Linked DNA regions of Anas platyrhynchos: region 1 is linked to region 2. Evidence: chromatin contacts called from public Hi-C data. All regions are on one chromosome and are shown on one strand. Each heading gives the region's core, a stretch centred on a gene start, on an enhancer-like site or on the middle of the called end of the contact. The rest is flanking DNA. Distances are from core to core; before and after follow the strand shown. Region 1 overlaps SIVA1 (SIVA1 apoptosis inducing factor). Region 2 overlaps LOC140002571 (a long non-coding RNA gene).

Region 1 (2,891 bases), core at 26-2,525, 150 kb before region 2:
GTGTAGTGTCAAAGACTAATTTTGCCATACCTTCCTTACTAGGTCAGTTTCATAGAAAGCAGCTCATTTGTATGACTTGATCATCTCTACTGTACACTTAATATTGTCCTGAATACCCACTAAATATAGCTCATCTATAGGGGTCTGACAAATGGTAAGCGCTCAAGGACACACCTCCACAAACTTGCATTCCTCATTTTCCTTTCCTGTCATAGCAGAGACCAGTTTGCTTGGTATTGTTTGTGCTGTAGGCACAAGGCATTCCTCCCACACCCCCCCCCCAGTAATATCTTTTACTATTTTGCTACATAAAAAAACAAACAAACAAACCTGACCAGACCTTGCATCTTGTGAACCAACCTTAACATACGTAAAGCAATACTACAGACCCAGTGGTCTTTATCTTAGTAAAATGATGACTTCAGTGGATACAGGAAAGAACTTCCCAGATATGGGAGAGAAAAAGATCCTGATGATACTCTGAGCTAAAGCTCCATTTTCCCTTATTACTTGCCCTGAATGTCCAAACCAAGGCCTACCACTTAGGCTTCCCAGTCTTCTCAACTGTGATTAGTCTGTTTTGCAAGAAGTAACTTTCTTACCTCTTTCTATCCACTATAGCTACTTCTGTTTGAAGAAACTGAAAGGCCCTTGCCATGCTAGCTGAGTTGAGAGATGTATTTGTCTTGTGAGGAGCTGTTGAAAAAGAAACATAAAATCATGGAATGGTTTGGGTTAGAAGGGACCTTAAAGCCCACCCATTTCCACCCCGCTGCCATGGGCAGGGTCACATCCCACCAGCCCAGGGCCCAAAGCCCCATCCAGCCTGGCCTTGAGCACCTCCAGGGATGGGGCATCCACAGCTCCTCTGGGCAGCCTGTGCCAGTGCCTCAGCATGAAGAATTTCTTCCTTACACCTGATGTAAATGTACCCTCTTTTAGTGTAAAGCCGTTACCCCTTGTCCTGTCACTACATACCTTTGTAAAAAATTGCACTCCAGCTTTTTTATTATCCTTAAAGCATTGAAACAGCTGCAATGACATCCCACTAGAGACTCCATGCTGCAGACCTTCAGTTTCAGAGCATGTACCACAGCTCACCAACCCGACCGGTAAGCACAACCAGGCGGGACTTTAGCTGTCACTGAGCAGCAGCACCTCGAGGTGCACACAGCGGGGTGGCATTCTCTAGGCACAGAGCAATACCTTCTGTAACTGTGGTGACACTGTAGCATCGCCTGCGCCCTCTAGGGTGCCCGGGGGGTTGTTGTGCTGTGCTGCTGGCTGCTCGTGTGCTGCCTTAGCCTGGCTGGTGCCCCAGCGTTTCCGTGTTCCGCATACTTCGTAGCCAGCTGGAGCTTACTTGTTGTTACTGCAGCCTGGAGTTTGAACAACTGTAAAATGCGCCTTGTTTCCACCTCCAAAGCAAACAAACAAGCTGCAGCACAGGCAGTTTAAGGTGGTTGGGTGAGCTGGTAGCGGAAGGGTTTGTCGGTGTGCAGTAATCCCACGGCGTTATCTGTTCTTTCAAAGCTGTCATAGATCAGGAATGACGGCGGCACTCTGCTGCAGTCCCCGGTTGTCAGGATCACAGGGCAGATAACAGCGTTGTTCCTATGGTAATCATGGGACACAAAGCTGAGTTTTGTGAATGGGAGGAATCTGTAGCTACCGTGTTTAAATGCTAGTTTGGGGAAAGAATTTTAAAACCTGGCGTTGCTTCATTTGAAGCTCTAAGCAGTGAACAAAAATGTTTTTCACTCCAGCATATTTTTCAAACTGAAACCTTTAAGTGTGTTTCTGTGTTGTTTTTTTTTTTTTTCATTCTCTGGAGAGAGTGAGAGACTGAAAGCACTGTTTTGCTTCCAGGCTCCTGGAGAGAAGAGACTTGTTGTTTACAAATGATTTGTGTTTCAGAGAAGTTGATATGTTTTTTGGCTCATTTAGTCACTACTGTATTTCACATAAAACTGTCTTCTCTAAACCAGTGACATGGATTTTGTGGCTTAAGCTTGTGTTATCCTCTAGCCTGGCCCTTTGGAAGGTGTTTGCTCATCAGACTGAGGAGCTGGGAGAAGAAAAAAGCAGGAGGAGTAGAGTCAGGAAGAGACTGGTGAGAGACTGGGAGGAGTAGGGATGCTCTCGCGTCGGGGTTGTGCATCATGCTTGTAAGAAAAGTGTTTTGTGGTTACCAATTCATGCACTTGTTGAGATTCGGAAGGTGTGGGAAACTGCTTCTCATGGGCTTGTATTTCCCAAAGCTTCATTACTGAGGAAAGCTCCAGCTCCTGTTTTGCAATTCTTAGATGAACAGTCAGAGGTAGGACTGGGGACTGGTTTTAAGTCTTTGTATTGCCTTAAAAAAAACAACAACAACCAACCAGAACTGTGAAAGGGAGAGAGATCCAAGCTTTTTTTCCTTTGTCTTGTTAACATCTATTCACAAGGCCTTGTCTGCTGCCATCGGTCACAGAGCTGTGTGTTGTGTGCTTGGTGGACTACATGGTAGAGCCAAAGAAATCATCTATTAACTGGGCAGGAAGATGCTCTTTTATCCTGTGCTTTGCTGTTCTTTCTTCCCTCCTATTCAGTGCAAAGTACTAAAAGTTTGCGTGACGTTCAGAGCAAAGGGGATTCGTTAAGGAGCTAGCATATGGATGGGTGAAAATATCCTACAGTAAGGGTTTTGGGGATGGGTGCAGAACTTCTTTTAAGGCCTGTTTATCATTACTGGTAAATCAAGTCTCAGAGAGCCCAATTTGATGTCTAAAAGGGAGCGAACTCATCTGATCAGGATTGGCTGATGCTTTGTTTCTGTGCTGTGTTTGCCGTTTCCCATCAAGCTGAGATCCCAAGCTGTCATAGAAATGTGCGAGGTTGTCCTGGAGGGC
Region 2 (2,820 bases), core at 243-2,742:
TTCACCTCCCAGATTTGCTGAGCACAGCGATTGCAGTGGGAAGCTTTCCAGAGCCACATCGCCTCGTGTATGACTCAACTCAGGTGAATCATTAGCACCCTGCGCCAAGAAATCACAGTAATTGCACAGAGGCCTGCAGGAAAACTCAGCACAGGCTGATCTATAACCGCCTCCAAATACACTGAGCCCTTCAAATATAAATCTCCTAAATTCCCCCTATTTTCAAAGGTAACAGGGAGCCCACTGTACTCTGTACCCTACACATTTTGTGTCTCTTCAGTGCAATGCTGCGTGCTCAGCTGTGAAACCCCTTGCCACACAGGCAAATGATAAAAATTATCCAGAGTCCAAGGAGACACCGGGCAAGTTTGAAACAGGAGAGAAACCTGTGGAGAGAAAGCATGCAGATGGTTTCTGAGCTGTGAATGGCTGGTCATGCTGAGAAGAAGGACAGATATATTTTTTTTTTATTATTATTTATTTTTTTTCTCTAGGCATTGACTTGAGCTGTGGCCAGAGCCATGCTGCTGCCTCGCTGGCCTCTTCCTCTTGGGTCTCTTGCTCATCCTGCACTGACTCTGCTGCTTGTGGCTGCCTTTGGTGGTCCCTGGGTACCAAGAACCTGCATAGTGTGAACCGTACTGCAATGAGAGCTATGCAAAGGCTGGTGTGCTGCCCAAAAAGCATCTGGCAGTGCAAATTTTAGGTCTAAATTTAGGCTTTGAGTTCCCCTTCCAATATCAAGGACTGCTGTTCAAACTGCTCTGCACACGAGGCGACGCGCATCTGTGATAGACCAGGACACAGCATGCAAAAACTTCCCTCGGTCAAGTCAGCGTGAGTTTAGCCCTTTGCTTGAACAAGGGGATTTTCTGGACATCACTTACCATTGTATTGCAAAGGAGCAGAGAGGGAAGAGCCCAATGCAGCAGTCTGGAGTCAGCAAACCCTCGTTTGCAGCAGCAAATTTATGAATTTTCATGGTATCCATTAGTAGTAAGCTGCAGTTGCCTTGAGACAGATTTTTTGTTAATTAACCTTCTAAATATGCTCTTTTGTTCCTAACTGGTGAATGAATTTGGTGTTCAAAGCCTTTCCCACATGCCCCTACTTTTTCTTTTTCTCTCCCTTCCAGGTTAATGGCTGTGTAATCTTTGGTGGAGAGTAAAACAATTACCAGGAGGCAATGGTGCTAATTACACAGAGCAGAATAAATGCACACGGTCAGCCCCTCTGCTAATATAAATAGACTTCCAGGGATCTATTCTTACTGCATGAGGGTGTTCAAAGCCTCTCTTGCCTTTCTTCCTGCCCCAGAAGTGAAATTTGGAGCCTGAGTTCTCAGGGATGTGAAATCTCACCCTGTAAGGACGATAACATGTCCATGTTTACTTCCCAGCTTTCTATTTTTATGCTGTCCAGCAAAAGCCGTCAGAGCAGAGACGAAGCACTCAGCTGTGCTAAATATTCCCAGCATGACTGTTTTGATGACTGAAACCCATAATCCCAAACTCTGCGTCTCGTGCGCTCCCCTGGGTCCCTGAAGCTGCGTCAGCACACACGGTGCTGGGAGGTTTCCAGGAGGAAACCCATGAGAAGATGTCCCATCTCTGGAGAGCAGAGAGTGTGAGAGGGGGATTTGGGGGTGCTGCACATATGCCAAAGCCAGGCTGCAGGGGAACTGCTCAGACCGACTTGCTTCTGAGTCCAACAACATCATTTGTCATTTCTGCCCGAGCAGGGAGAGAGGTCCCAGGGCTGAGCTCCTGGCCTGGATTTCATATACCTGAGCTGCCATCTGGTTATACAGTGGCATTTTTCCATTTTAGGCCCAGGCCAGGCCAGTTGCAGAGGAGGCAGTGGTACAAACCAGCTTCAGTGAGCATTCCTATGAATCATGACATCACAATTTTTTTAATTGGAGTCTATTTTACACAAGCTGCACAAAGCCCTCACCTTAGAAAATGAAGTTAAGTGGTGTTGGATGCAGTATCAGAACCTGGCTACACTTCTGTTTCCTGGCAAGTCTTCACTGAGAGCTGTATTTTACTTAAGACTTGCCAATTAGTCAGTTCTTAATTCACTTACCTTGGACTTTTATGTTATTAGATATTGCCATGATTTATAGTGAGAGGATTGCATGATTGAACAATCCACAAAAGACAAATAGCTTGCATCTGTTTTGTCGCTGTTATCAACGAAACCAATAATTTAATGAAAAGGGAAAGTCAAGTTTCTTTCAGAAGACTTTTTTTCCCCATAAACCACGTTGGCCCATGCTATTCACACTGATACTATTTGCTGATTTCTGTATTAGCATTTCATTACTTTGCCCAGAATTGCTAACTGGCTTAAAATTATTTAGTTGCCCTAGTTATTTTTTTAATGATTTATCCAAATGCAGCATTTCTCCAGTCCTCTAAAATGTCTGCAGTCCTCCAGGATGAAGTGGGAGAGGGGCAGAGATCCTTAGATCTGCTTTGGTTCAGCTGTAAGGCTGCCAGTTGCCTGGACCTGGTAAGGTAATAATATTTGTCTCCAGTAATGCTGTTTAATAGCCTCCTTGGTTACTAATGGGATGGAAAGTGCATTGTCCTCATGACATCAGTGCACGATTCTTCTCGTTTCCAAATTCAGAACAAAAATATTTACTGAGCACCTCGGCCCTCTTCACATCATCATCAACAATTTCACCATTCCCATCTAGCAATGTTCATGTAAGCTAGAGCCAAATGCCAGCTTATTCCCTGTTCTGTCTGATGTACTTGTCACCGATTTAGGACCTGATTGTTCAAGACTGCAGCAGTATGAAATCCTAAA

The links. Hi-C and Micro-C count contacts between places; a contact is called where the count stands out from the background.
Region 1: a Hi-C map of skeletal muscle shows a contact between it and region 2, with 8 times the contacts expected there. The contact joins two enhancer-like sites. A contact is called at or near these places in 7 of 8 Hi-C or Micro-C datasets (F1 follicle, F5 follicle, liver and 3 more).

Annotation. Positions count from the first base shown.
Region 1 is chr5:9,287,270-9,290,160 of IASCAAS_PekinDuck_T2T, reverse strand. The region is part of intron 3 of SIVA1 (SIVA1 apoptosis inducing factor); the gene reads left to right. Among named protein-coding and RNA genes, the nearest start is that of SIVA1, 4.0 kb to the left of the region's middle. Within about 2 kb of position 1,275, at least 3 of the 8 cell types and tissues checked have an H3K27ac peak or open chromatin away from gene starts, as enhancers often do.
Region 2 is chr5:9,137,708-9,140,527 of IASCAAS_PekinDuck_T2T, reverse strand. LOC140002571 (a long non-coding RNA gene) reads left to right here. Exons shown (of 6, transcript XR_011809442.1): 3 at 495-2,820. Among named protein-coding and RNA genes, the nearest start is that of CEP170B, 11 kb to the right of the region's middle. Within about 2 kb of position 1,492, at least 1 of the 8 cell types and tissues checked has an H3K27ac peak or open chromatin away from gene starts, as enhancers often do.